Regions from separate parts of the Rattus norvegicus genome. Here region 1 is linked to region 2. A link is a contact called in public Hi-C data. All regions are on one chromosome and are shown on one strand. Each heading gives the region's core, a stretch centred on a gene start, on an enhancer-like site or on the middle of the called end of the contact. The rest is flanking DNA. Distances are from core to core; before and after follow the strand shown. Region 1 has its middle 150 kb from the start of Slc16a7. Region 2 overlaps Slc16a7 (solute carrier family 16 member 7).

Evidence for each region. A called contact is a pair of places that touch in the nucleus more often than the background predicts.
Region 1: a Hi-C map of liver shows a contact between it and region 2, with 5 times the contacts expected there. The contact joins two enhancer-like sites. A contact is called at or near these places in 8 of 12 Hi-C or Micro-C datasets (the A7r5 cell line, the Rat2 cell line, frontal cortex and 3 more).

What each region holds. Positions count from the first base shown.
Region 1 is chr7:63,188,024-63,195,243 of GRCr8, forward strand. No RefSeq gene overlaps it. Among named protein-coding and RNA genes, the nearest start is that of Slc16a7, 150 kb to the left of the region's middle. Within about 2 kb of position 2,253, at least 2 of the 93 cell types and tissues checked have an H3K27ac peak or open chromatin away from gene starts, as enhancers often do. A contact at or near this core is called in liver, where this site is marked.
Region 2 is chr7:62,970,122-62,977,377 of GRCr8, forward strand. The region is part of intron 2 of Slc16a7 (solute carrier family 16 member 7); the gene reads right to left. LOC102552186 (a long non-coding RNA gene) reads left to right here. Exons shown (of 6, transcript XR_005487016.2): 5 at 573-684; 6 at 4,062-7,256. Among named protein-coding and RNA genes, the nearest start is that of Slc16a7, 67 kb to the right of the region's middle. Within about 2 kb of position 3,235, at least 10 of the 93 cell types and tissues checked have an H3K27ac peak or open chromatin away from gene starts, as enhancers often do. A contact at or near this core is called in liver, where this site is marked.

The DNA.
Region 1 (7,220 bases), core at 1,003-3,502, 220 kb after region 2:
GAAGATGCTTTCTCCAGTGTATCCTTTGGCAGACAGCTATAAAGAAAACTGGAATGAAGTCTTCTGGTGGGTGGCCACACATACTTTGGAGGTGACCAGAACTCTCTAATTGCTCTGGAGAGGGAAAGCATGCCTGGGGCTGGAAAAACATAACCAACCATAGCTCATGAAGTTGCAGATGTTGGAGGGGAACTCACAACTTCTGCATTGCTAGTCAGCAAAATTCCTAACTACATTCTTGATATTTATCTTTATATGCCAAAGATAAGTGCAGTTCTCATACCTCATCAACAAAACTTCACTTTGCAACAGAAGTCATTACAGAAAAGCACAACTGACCTAAATGTAGAGAACAGGAGATTGTGTGGTTCCAGTCAACACACACACACACACACACACACACACACACACACACACACACACAAAACCTTCACTTAAGACTCAGGGTCATGCAGAAGAGAGAGCAGAAATTGTGTAAACAGGAACAGGAAGCCAGAGGAACAGGAAGTTAACTGTGAGATAGTGTCCCCTAGAGATATCAAAAAGGCTGCACCCATGAAGCCTCACTCCTATGGAAAGCCAAACAAGACTTGAAAAACTTGGCATTTGGCAATACCAATGGTCGTGCTGACATAGAAAAGGGGATGGGGAAAAGGTAAAGAATTTGTAAGAAAGCAAGAGGCTGCATGAGAGGGTCTCTGGGGGCAGGAAAGGGAAGGAGGGAATAATCTAATTATATCATTTGATTAAATAAAACTTCAATAAACAAATTAACAATTATAGAAAAAATAAACCTCTTTATGAAGCTTAGTCAGTACCAAAATCTCACCTATAGGTCATTCCTCTTCTTGGTTTCCCCTTTGCCCTTGTTTGTAACCTAAACACAAGGAGTCTGGAGAGAGTGTGCTTTTATTCCAGGTTTAACTGAACTTGACTCTGGGTCAAGCTCACTCTTACACTGTAGATACCGTGGACATAGTAGTTCACACTGAACTCAACCATACATGAAAGAGTGAGCCAGGGGACTTGAAAGTCCAATTTTTTCTTAGCTTTTTCCTATTGGATTAAAAAATACCATCTTAATTTCAGGTTTGTACCATTTGATCACATTTGATCAAAAATAAATTATATTTTGTTAATAAACTAACTTTGACATAAAATATACCAGCTTACTTAAATGTATTCATTTATATTTAGATATCTAATATATGATAGTCATTTAAATCATTTTGCTGCATATATATCAGAATATATATATATATACATATATATATATATATATAATTAAGCAATTAGAACACTGTCAATAAACTCATTCCAAAGAGAAAATAAGCCACGTAGCTCATAGGTAAAATCCACTTCATGAAAGTTCTTTTTTCTTAACCAAAATGAATTTTCTTCAGAAGGAAGTCAATAAACATTTAAAGATTAATAGAGTGAGTCAAATCAGGGGATTGCTGGATGAATAAATGATTGGTAGATGCATCCTGGCTTTCAGACCAAGCAGCAAAAGGAGTGAGACAAATTTTTCTCTATAGCAGCTTAATTCCCCTACTCAGGCCCACCTGGGTTTGACCTTCCCTTCCCCAAGCCCAGTGAGCACGTAGCTCTGCACACTGACAGGAGGCAGAGCGAGCTGCTGCAGAGCAGGTGACCAGGCCTTGTGGGGGGCTTTTTTGCCACAACTGTTTCTGAGCATCAGGAGATTTAAAAAGGAAGAGGAAGACAGAGAGGAGGGGAAGGAAGAAGAAGGGGAGGAAAGACAAAGAATGGGTAACCAGGAACAGCAGAAAAGTCATTCAGAAACTTTTATTTCAGCCAATTTAATTTTCAAATGAAATACCCGTCTCACCTCTGGCTTTGACTTTTATCATTCCGCTGGGAACCTGTTAGGAAGGTTGTGGTTTGCAAGGCATGACACGTGTTGTAGGGCATGCTACCACAGAGGAGAAAACATACGACAATCTGTATGACTTGAAGGTTGTGTAAACAGCTTCCTTTTTATAAATCTATAGGGAAAGTCTAATGAACTTGAAAGTCTAATGAACTGAGATGCCTAATATCCACGGGGGGTGGTGGGGGCTAAGTAAATGAATGAAAGAGGAGAGAGTGTCAAAAGGGATTGAGAAATTTGGCAAACTCAGGTCAAGTTCAAGGACTGAGTCACATGCAAGTCACCAAACTGGCATCAGGCTAAAAGTCCTGATAAATAAGTAACCAAATGCAATTGTGCGTTTAAAGAACTCCAACGTGCCCTTGCCAGTGAATGGAGGTCACGGGGCTGTTAGTCTCAGAACTGTGGACACCTGAGGGAGCAGGACATTGATAGTTCCTTTATTCAGGATCTGGAAACGGCCCTACTCTGTACCATAAAAGTGGTTGCCACTTGCTTCAGCAGTCCTAGCCTGGCTCTACTCAGAAAAGAAAATCCAGCCTAATTTGCATGTTTCATAATACATTTTTTTTACCAGCAATTTTGTCATGCCTACAACCTCCTGGTGAATTTAATCCCAAAATATTTCCATTAAATTCCACAAATTGGCTCCCGACCTAACAATGTTCAAAGCAGTTATTTCCCTTTGGAGGAATTGGGTGTTGCGACTTCTTACATGTTCTGAGGCACACAGCTCCCATATACCATAGGCAGAAATGAGCAGTTTTAAAGCTAGTAGCCCACACCCAGCTCCCTACTCGTATCTTTTCTGAGTAGATCCCAACTGTTATTTTCCGTCTTTGGATTTTTTTCTGGTCTCTTATTTGTGCAACTGCAACTTAGAAAGCCCGCCTTCCTGTGAAACTCTTAAGTCATTTTGCCAATAGTTTCTCAGCAAGGGGTGGGGCTTTATGGCTACCTCCCTGTTCTGATGCTGGACTTTTGTCTGGCTTGATGGTTCCCAGGTCTTATATATGCTGTTAGAACTTCTGTGGGGGCAACTTCCCTGTTATGTCTAGAAAACATGGTTGCCTGTAGTCGTCTACCACCTGTGTTGGCAACACTATGGTCTCTGTAGACATTGGTACTCCCCTTCTGCAATGGCTCCTGAGCCACAGAGGAGTTCATATGACACAGATGTGCCACTTAGGGCTGAGCGTTCCATGGTAACTTGTTTTCTAGGTTTCAGTTTATGCTCAACAGCTTCAAATGGAAGCTTCTGTGACAAAGGTTAAGAGATGAATCACTATATGGGCATGAGTTATTAGGGCTCAGGTTACCACTGTCTCTCATTAGCACAATTACAGTAGTAAGTTCTCCCCTCAGACCTAGGACCTGTCCTGTCACAAGTTCTTGCTCCCAATAACTATTCTATGTTTGGGTTCTATCTTGTGAACTGGGACTTGAATGCAGTCAAAGAGTGCTTGATTACTCTCATGATGTTTTTGCTACTATTATACCAATGGGTATCTGATAAGATACGTTGATTTTCACTGGGCTCCCAGCTAGATGTGATTGGTGATTACTATTTCCCTGTGGTACCGTGCAACCCTGTGAAATTCCCAGATCAATCCCAACTTGATCTCTCCATGTGCTATGACTCAAACATGGGGTGTCTTCAACAATAGTGCCTTACCATCAAGTTCTGGAGGGGAATAAAGACCAAGATCAATAGCTTGTAATTTGGGGGGAGTGGTCTATAGGACCTCACTGACTAACAATTCCAATAGAGGTAATACAATTATGGGCTAATTTCATTTGTGTGTGTGTGTGTGTGTGTGTGTGTGTGTGTCTCCCATTATATCTAGCTATGAGCCCAGTGAAAAGCAACATATATATAAAATGTATTTTATAGTATATACATTATTCTACACTCTAGATTATATTCTCTATTATATAGAAGTGGGTGTGTGTGTGTGTGTGTGTGTGTGTGTGTATGTGTGTGTGTGTGTGTGTGTGTTCCCCATCTCATAGGACTTTTCCAGAGCTCTTCGGTGTTCATGCTCTACCAGCTGTTCTCTCTCCACCTGTCCCCTCCCACCCTTGCCCCATCTTTTCCTTGCTGTTCTATGATTCACTTTATATCTTAGCATTCCATTTTCCCTCCCTTGAAAGCACCTTTCCCTGCGGCTCCTCACTAGTTTCCTGACCTCCACAGGGATTCTGAATATGACATGTTTATGTAAAGATTCAAAGCTAATTTCCACAAACGAAATACAATATGGTATATTTGTCTTTGTTGCTTGGAGTCCCCTCTCTCACAATGCTTGTTTCCATCCCAGACATTTACTTAAGAACTTTTTAATTTCATTTTTAACAGATGAAATCTACCACAGCTTTATTATCCATTCATATATTAACTGAAATCTAGGCTCTTTTCTATTCGCTGGCTGTTTTGAGTATAGGTGGACCATGTGGCAAATACATTTCTGCCATCTGAGGGATCTCCACTCTGACCTCTATACTAAGAGCACTACTTTTTCTCTCCAACCAGCAGTGAATAAGTGTTCCCCTTTCACCTATGTGCAGCCTCTATGTGTGTTGCAATTTTGAAGAAGGCTATAAATAACATCATCCCCTCACACACATAATCTAGCATAGCACAGTATACTCATAAAATTGACACAATTATGGCACTCTATAAGATCAATAATCATATAATTAATATAAAAAGGACACATGAAGTATACTTATTGACTGTCTTGGGCTTTAACCTTAATATCATTCTATAATTTTGGTAACCCAGAACTCCATTCTTTGGCTTGAATTTGTGTTTGTCTTCTTTGTTTGTTTCCTGGTTGTGTGTTCATGGGGAGGGGCATACACATTTCACTGTGTTGGTCAGAAGACAACCGTGGTTATCAGTCTTTGTCTTCTACCTTGTTTGAGAAAGGGTTACTTGCTCTTCCTTGAAGAATGTGAATACCAAGCTGTCAGAAGCCATCTAGGAAAGATTGTGGCAAAAAGTGACTTTTCCAGAGATGGCTCACCATTTTGCATGGCTGCAATGAGTGAGCTCTGAGAATGCAGGGTCCTTGGAGACTTTGTCCCAGGATTGATTCCAGCTGCTGATATTCCTTTCCTGCCATTATTACATAGCCCAATGATTCCTTGGCATCAGTCTACCCTATGGAGCAAATTTCCTGAGATGAACATGAAGATGAACATTCATGAATTGATGCTGTTAGATGAGTTCATTAGTTTATAGCATTCCTGATTTGCTATATTTTTAAGAAGAATGTTTAAAAAGACAGTTTTAGCTGTTTTGCCAGAAAGACATAATAAAGTTAGATTCAAGAATATAGTAGTGTGCCCCCTCCTCATAGGATGGTAACTAAAGACAGCATAATTAGGAGTACAATGAGCTTTCATAAATTACACTGAGAAGAAAAATAGCCTTGGACACTTGTGATCAAAATATAAAAGTTCACTCTAGGTGAGGTCCAAAGATGAGGCCACAGGTTGCACTATGATGAAACCAAGTTATATGAAACTTTTGCTTTGAACTTCCAATGATCTTATAGAGTAAAATACTACTTTGAACTTAGTATCTTTCTGTAACTCCCCCTTTGTGTAACATTTTATCTATGAGGTAATTTAATAAAGAACTTTTGTCTTAGAAGGTATAAGAAGGCCAAAGAGAAGAAATGAAGTGTGGCTTCTGGAGTTCAGCCCCATTTGTCAAGTGTATACATGGTATATGTCTGTTCATCTATATGTATATACATCCATATATGTGTGTATGCATGTATTAAGTATGCACGAACACTTGTGGAATTGTCGAGAACAGTAGTTGGAGCCAGCCAAAGCCTCTGTGTCTGCATGTGTCTATGTGTATGCTTGAACTCTCCCTTCCTCCCTCTTCTTTTCGCTCTGGCTCATGAAGAGGGAATGAACTCCAAGCCTCTTGCCTGTCCTGGCCAGCGAAGGGTCCGTGAACCAGAGAAAAAGGAGCGTCCAGTTACAAAGTCTCCTTTCTTAGAAGAATTGCCAAAAAGCAAACAGCTTTTGGCCACTCAATCACTGACAGAAGAATCGTCATGGGTAAAGCAGCTCTGGCTCTGATCACTGACTCCACAGCCCTGTGCTGCCTTTCTCTCTACTGCACACACGTGTTCTGCCTTTCTGTGACTCAGTACCCCTTCACTGCCTTCCTGGGGAAATTGGATGCAGGGATATAAGCACCAGCACAAACTAGCTGGCCCAGAGTCCTCTAGGGATTCTCCTGCTTCTGACAGCCACCTCCACGTCAGGCAGAGGTTCTCAACCTGTGGGTCACAGCCTATTGGGGTTATCAATTGAGCTTTTCACAGGGGTCATCTAAGACCGTCAGGAGACACAAATGTCTACATTATGATTCATATAAGTGAACTTCAAAAACTACCATTATGAAGTAGTAATAAAAGTAATTTTATGGTGTGGGGGTCACCACAACATGAGGAACTGTATTAAAGGGTCTCAGTATTAGGAAGGTTGTGAACAACTTCCATAAAGGGTGTGGGGATTTCAGCGGCAAGAGCTTCTACTGCATGTAGAATTTGGTGGGCATTTTTAACTTGAAGTCATTACAGATGAGGCCGTATGAAAGATTTCCTTTATGAAAACTAGAACTTTTGTACACTAAAATAGGTCAGTGGGTTCAGGAATATTTGATTGATATAAACAGGCATTTTAATCTTTGACCCAGCGTTTCTGTAGGCCCGAATTGTGACTGTATTAAAAAATGGTCACCTTCACTTAAAACAGAAACACATTTATCTCCCAATCAGAAAGAAAAATGAATTATTTATAAACTTTTATTGGTAAACATTTATATTTTAAGTCAAATGACTTTGAGAAGAGATTGCTATTGTTATCTTCTAAAATAATAGGAGTAAGCCCCCAAATTATCCTGCCATGAAAGTCAAGATGTGTTTCACCTAGTCTCCACCAGGGTAAATGAAAATATCAAGATACTACCAGAAGCACCATGTCCAATTATGTTGTTATCTAGTTCTAAAACAGTCTCATGACCACAAGTGGAAGCTTCACGACCATTAATCAATCATCCCCCCACTTATTTCCTAGCCCATGCCAACTACTAACTTGATTTCATCATTCATAATTTGATAATAAGTTATATTAATTGATCATAATAATATGGACGTTTCCTGTAGTGTCAGAATATGTAGATACTCTATATGGCTTCAATCACTTAGCCTGCTTTCTGAATCACCCACATGATAGCAGGTATCACTATTTTATCCTTTTGGTGGAATTCTTCATTGCATATGTATACTGCATTTTA
Region 2 (7,256 bases), core at 1,985-4,484:
CCCCCTCCTTTCAGAGGCCTAAGCTCTGCTCCCTTCTTATTTTGGATTTTTCTCCTCCGTGTAGCCAACAAGAATGGGGTTAGATCACAGATTTGAAACCTGTTCCAGTATTATTGCATTAAATGATAATTTAAAAGAAATTATATTTCTATAGGTTTTAAATTACTGATTTGTTCAAATGTAGAGTTTGTTCACTTTATTACAGTTCAGTGGAGCATTGGTGTGTTTTCTGTTTAAACAGAGAGCATTTTAGAGCCCTTCTTTTATACTGTTACAACATCATATGTACACATTCATATATTCATCTGTGAACTTCCTGGCAGAAAACTATACTTATTTTAAAGAGGAATTATACTCAGTAGTGTTTTCCTGCCTTGGGGGGAAAATGAGACTGCGAGGACCTAGTCTTTCATAAGAAATCTAATTATTTGCTATGTGTATACATTGTCAATATTCTTTGAAGGAAAAATGCAACAATTTTCTGATAAGTTTAGTTCAGACAGAGCTGGTGTGGAATGCTAACACAGATTGAACTAGGATGCCTACTTTTGATTGCTGTCTATTTTTTTCAGGCTCGCCTTAAACTCAAGGCAATCTTCATTTCTCAGCCTCTGGAATGTTGGAGTTACAGACAAGAGCCACCACACCCAGCTAACCGGGGCACCGCTACAGATGCTGTTAGAGGTGAAGCATCTTTATCTCTCCCTCTGAGCTTTCTTTAGACATCACCATGTTAGAGCATCTATGCAGTACAGAACCACCCCTCTTCACATCCTCAGCTTTGAACATCATGGAGGCCACCGGAGTAATTGGAGATTCAAATTCAGTTTCATTCTAGCTCCTACCCCTACACACCTACCTTCACTGGGTGACATTACTGTTCTTTCAACCAAGCCCCAAACTAGGCATCATCCTTGGTCAGTTCTCATGTTCTATATTTTGTGCCAGGTGAATCAGCGGATATGTCAACTCTGGGTCCTAAACATTTCTCAGACAAGTGGCACTTTTCACCGTGGTTGGCCTTTCCTTACTTGCTCTATATCCCATCTTTTATTGGACATAAATTGATCACAAGGTGATCTCTAGAAAATGATGACCCTGCTTTTCTTTGGTAAAGGACCTAATCAAAGAACAGCTTTGGAATAAAGATAAAATATGCTAAAATGAGACATGGGCCATTTTATCACAGGCCTCTGATCTCCATGCATGTTCATAGCTACGATCCTAGTGAGCACTGTTTATTAACACATCTTGGAAATACTTACGCCCTCCTGAGTTTTATCCATACACTTAGGTGTTAAAGATACAGGATGGACGAAACTTCCTAGTCCCTTCTTACTCTTTCTTTCGTATACCCATTTACTCAGTTGCAGTTTTTTGGGGGGTGGGTGACTTTTGCTTTCTTGTTTTTTGGGGTGCTGTTATTGTATTCTTATTCTCTGATAAAGAACTTAAAGTATGGTGAGTAGGACGAGGGACAAGGTGTGGGATGACTTGGGGAAGGAAATAGGATGATCAAACCATTTAAATTTTAAGAGTTGTTTTAAATAATAAGCACACATAATAAAAAGCAAGGTATAAAGCAGCATAAAGAAACATGGGTGGCAAATGGCATGGTATACTAATATAACATTTTCTGAAGTGTCCGGAGCACACTACTTCACATCATAGGTAAATAATACATAATTATGCTTTTGCTCTGATTCTTCAGTAATTTAAAAATGTCGTTGTTTTAGCTTGAACACCCCAATTTCCTCTTACTATTTCAATGTTGCTAGTTACTAGTAAATAGACATCGTGAGACCCTTTAATAACTAGTTACCACAGGGATTATTCCTCTGAAATCTTAGGTATCCCTCCTACTGCACACAGATATGACAATTTCTGTGCACCAAGTCACCCACCTATTTACACAATATATAAATACCCACGACTTCTCTTATGGGAAGGCATCTTATGGGAACATCCACATCCTCTTACTCTACTCACCAAATAAACCTTAACCTGGGAAATTAAGAAGGTAATTCATGTCGTACGGTTATGCAGATATGCAAGGCACGCTGGGAGAAAGGGAGAAGGACATTGCTGAAGACACAGCATGAGGACTATTCATTCTCATATTTAGTGCGGCCTAAATGATCTCAAGAGACTCTCATACTGAGAAACAATACTCGTGGCTTCCTATGGCAATATTTGCTCCTTCTTTCTTTTCCCCCTCCTCTTCTCTTTTTCATTTTCTAAGATCATGATAAATTCTGTAACTGCTTGATTGTTTTAAGTATCTCCCTAGCGTCTCATCGAATATCTTTAGCATATTTTCCGTGACTTAATTCCGATTTCTTTATGATAAATCTCTGTTGAGTCCTTCATTTCCACAGCGGTTTCTTGCTCCCTCTCTCTATGTGGGCATTTGGCTTGTGAAGCAGCAATTTGGCCGGCAGCAATCTGAACACTGCGGCTCTTCTTCCCTCCGCATCCCAAACTTAACTGTAAACCAACAAATCAATAGTGTGGAGTTATCACTCGCGGCTCCTGGCTGGCCTCAGGAGCCCCTGAGGGTTCAAGTCAATGCCTTTTTGCTTCTTGAGTGTGGCTGCAAGAGCATATGGCCCTGTAGCAAGCATACCCTACTCTTTCTTCTGTAGGAATGGAGTGTTTCACCCTATCACCAGACTTGCTTCTGCCAGATTAAAATATAAATTTAGTTCATTACTTTCTGTGTAAGATTGTTTTACCTGTATGTATACGTCTATGCATTAACGTGCATGCATGTCTGTTGCCAGGAGAAGCCAGAAGAGGGCACTGGATCCCTGTAACTGAGCATCTGTGAGCCGGCCTGTGGGAACCATGCCAGAAGAGCATCCTTTGCTCTTAACCACTGAGTTCTCCATTCCGTCCCCTTTGGCCCGATTTTTAATAAGTATTTATAAGAAATCATGGGAAGGCTATTATCCCTAAGACTCACCTAGAGTAGAGTGCTAAGAAGGAGAAGGTCCAGCCTCGCTCTGACAAGTGTTTGCTTCCTCACAACACTCTTGCAAACACAAGAGATTTTCAAGGTGTTCCAATGCCTTCCACCCTGTGTGGGAGAATCTTGGCAGCTGCCCTAGATACAGATGTCGCTAAACAGCTTTTGAAGTTTTCAACTGATTCTTTTGCACTTACGGGTCACAGCTCTTAGAGCTGAAGCTCTGTGTGCAATGGCCTTTTGCCCATGGCCAGTCATCAGTAACTTCCTTCCTCTAAGGCTACAGGGTGTGGTGCTAAGACTACCAGCTGTCCTCAATAAGATAAAAGTCCAGAACGAGTGCCAAGGAAAAAGCTGGAATCCCGGCAAAGAGAGGGCTGATTGCCAGAACTATCTACAGTTTAAGACCAAGAGGCCTGGCCTATGCCAGAGTTTGGAGTTGGTAAATGGATTTTAAATACCTCCAATAAGAACTGTGTAGGAAATGAGCATGTCATCTACCTTTAAAGTACTGCAAGGGCACGTGAAGGTATGAGGAAGGAAGCTGTTAATGAGGAAATGAATGGAAGGATTTCTTTCTTTAAGATCCACACGATCCATGCCATGTTAATTAGAAGGAAGATGGGCATTTTGACTGGTACCATCTTCGTCTGCCTTTGAGAAATAGAGGTAGATGAATCAGCTGTCTTTGCCTAGATGTATTACAGCAGCCAAGAGGGTGACAATGCCTGAATGATAATTTAGTTCCACGTTTGCTTTCAAAGGGCAGGGCTTCCTCCTGTTGGCTCACCTCCCTTTACAACTGTGATAACAGTCCAGTTTGAATGCACTCTTTGTTCTACTGGCAGTTCCACAAGGCTCCATCCACTATCAGAACCAGTTTCGCCCTCTGATGTTGATACCTAATCTCTTAAAGTCTTGGCTAGAATAAAAGTCAGTAATCAAATTTTATGATCTACTGTCTCCATGAGCGCCCTTGTCTCCTAGCTGCTCTGGTACCCTGTGTGGTTCGCAAACAAAAATACCCTCTCTCCCCTTAAAAACAAAACAAAACTTCAAATTTCCATGATCCTTTCTTTCTGTGTCATTGCAGTAATTGACTTTCCCCAGACTGTTTATTTGACGAGGACACTACACACAGTCAAGAACTGTTTCGACCTGCATGAGCAATCCTTCAAGATTTGCCTACGAAGCCAAGACAAAGACTGAAGAAGGCCTGTGTGGGACTTCACACCCTAGTGACACGTTCCTGGTCAACTGAAGTCCTCGAACAGCTGATAGTTATAATATGTAGTCTTCCGTGTGTGGCCTTTCGGGAGCTGGTCTTTTCTTAGTGTGGTGTTCAAAATTAGGCCAGATAGCTGCTCTTGTGTTGCTGTGGGTACATTAATCCAGTGTCTCTGGGATAAGAAAAACAGCATGGGGAGAGCTACAAGGACTTGAAGCAGGGCCAGGGCCGAGATTTTGTTCTCTATCGCCATTGCAGGAGCCTCGAGGGAGCGCGGATCCGAATGGTGGCCGGTTGGTGGACCGAAGTTCTCAGAGCAGTTTTGACCCCCAGGTTCTAGCTCTGGTCCGGTTTTGTCTCTTTACATTTAGGCTGTAGGCAGAGGAAATCCTCGCCAGCGGGCCAGAATTCCAGCCCACTTAATAGTTGTTTAAGGCCATAAACTATTGTTTCTTTAGGAATCTCACCAGAAACCCAGTTTACAGGTAAAGGACATGTACTAAACCCTTTGTGCAACCTTTGTGGCGCCTGGTTTTACTTTATCTCATTGTAATTCCAACCTACAAACCACCTTATACATTCACTTAACAATGAGAGGAGTGGAGTGGTTCTTAGCAACCTTTTGCGATGTAACTTAACCACTAAAGAGGTATCTAGCTAACATGGCAGCTCTCGAGGAGTCCGTATTGACACGCTGGTATGTATTGTTTTTGTTTTCCTAAGCGTCTTCTATGCCTAGAGTTACCTATGTTAAAGATATCTTTAGTAAAATCTCCAGCTCTTCAGTGTGGTTAGTCCTGAGATTCTTTTTAATCCTTTAAGCCAGGAATTCTGGTTTGGCCTGAGTCAAAGCCCCTAAAAAATTAGGAGAACTCAGCCTGCTGAAGCTAACAGTGTAGGGCTATTTCCTTCCCTTACTGCTCATGCTCTGTTGCCTGGGCCTCTGTGAAAGGATAGGGTCTGGAGTAATCTTGACTCCTTGTTCCTGAGGATTTTTTGAGTGGCTGCTCTTTTCAAACCACCTAAGGATTCACAGGCCCTCGTCAGTCTGAGCTGCCAGTTCAGTTTCAGTCAAAGTTAAGTTTTTGTAAACTGGTCCCACTTTCGGCACTCTGGAGTCCCGTGAAAAAAATGAAAGGTGTTCAGAGTTCCTCTCTCCTTCCCCCAGAGTGTGTGACTTTTAGGTGGGAGGGAGTGTCTGGGATAAAGGAGTACTGGCTGTACCTAGTCTTAGACCCAGGCATGTGGTGTGAAAGTTGTGTTTATCTTTAAAACACTCTCAAGCCATATGTCAGCCACCGTTCCAGGCTAGGAGAGGACAGATTGATAAACAGCATTTGTGGTCTCCAAAAATATATGGCTCCAGTACATTAAGAGTAGACTGAAGTAGGATGAGGTGACATAAGGCTTTGGAAGTGGAGGTAGGAGGATTATTAGTTCAAGGCTGTCCTCAGCTATATAGTTCCTGGCCAGCCTGGGCTACATGAGATCTCAAGGGGGAAAAAAAAGAATGGAGTCGGGTATAGGCTTATAGTTCTAGTTGTAGGGAGGCTGAGGTAGGAGGATCTCAGTTTCAAGGCATAATGAGTCCAGGCAATTCTGAGGTTTATAGTGAGATCCTGTCTCAAAAAGAGAGAACAGAGTTGTAGGAATGAAGTCAGAGCTCATTGTCAGAGGCCAGGCCAATCCTTCAGAAGACCAAGTTCAATCTCCAGCACTGACAAAAAGCAAATGGGCACTAGTCCCGCAATTACCCGATTTCTGATGTCCTAGCTCTGTTAGCATTGCCGGGTTCTTTTTTTTTTTTTCTTTTTTCTTTTTTTTTTTTCCGGAGCTGGGGACTGAACCCAGGGCCTTGCGCTTGCTAGGCAAGCGCTCTACCACTGAGCTAAATCCCAAACCCCACATTGCCGGGTTCTTAAAGCACACTCAGTCTGTTATCTGAAAAGTAGGGAAAACAATACCTTATGCAGCTGAGAGTCAAAACAACATAAATGTCTACAGAGGTCCTGAAGCATAGAAAGTGCTCAAGAAATATAAATTAGTATTAATTATAGTCGTGGAGGGGATGAGCAGGGAACTGTAAATAGCGTCTTAATAGAAGCATGAGCAGTGGGGGTGGGGAGAAATGTATGGTGGAAGGATTCAGACGTGTGGTTTGATTTGAGTTGGGTCTTTAAACACAAGTTTATCAGGAGAAGGGGAGAGGCATTACAAGCACAGAAAGCCTAATGAGTGTCCAGGAACCTGAATGTGGGGAACTATTCGGAAACATTCTTGCTTGGGGAATTGGGACACCTTTCGTAGTTCATGTGCTGCCTGAAATAAACCCACAAATGTGCTTGGCTCTGTAAAAAAAAAAAAAAAGAAAGAAAAACAGCATGGGGGCCCTGCGAGAATGTAACATGATATTCTGTTTTAAGAAACACTTAGTCTGTTTTATTGTTTTGAAGTTATATACAATTATATTTCCCCACTCTCTTTTCTCTCTCCCAACCCTCCTTCCAGATGCATGGTCTCTTTTTTTTCTTCACTGTTACTGCATAAATATATATATATATATATATATATATATATATATATATATCACACACACACACACACACGTCTTCAGGGCTGACCTTTGTTGGCACTGAACACACAATCAGTGTGCCACTTCTCCCCTTTCCAGTTTTCCTTAGCTGCCTATAGCTCTTGGAATATGGTTGCAGCCTCTGAAACTTTCTCCATACAATTCTTATATAAATGCACAAATAATAAGATGAATTTTGAGGATGGTGGCCACTCTCACATGGGTCAGTGGCAAAGCATCATCAGTCTCTGCAAGCCAGTAGCTCTTTTTGCTGTGCACGCTGATAGAGAACACTGGCCTACAGAAGACAAGGCATATTATGGAAACACTGGGGGGAAAGCGACATAAGTATGTGGTCCTCAAACAATCCTAGGAAGCATGCACTAACCCTGCTGGGCCTTCAGGGTGGGAACTCAGCTTCAAGGATAATGAAGAGTGCCAGGAGCCAGCTCAGGGTATGGCTATCTCAAGATCTCAAGTCATCTTGG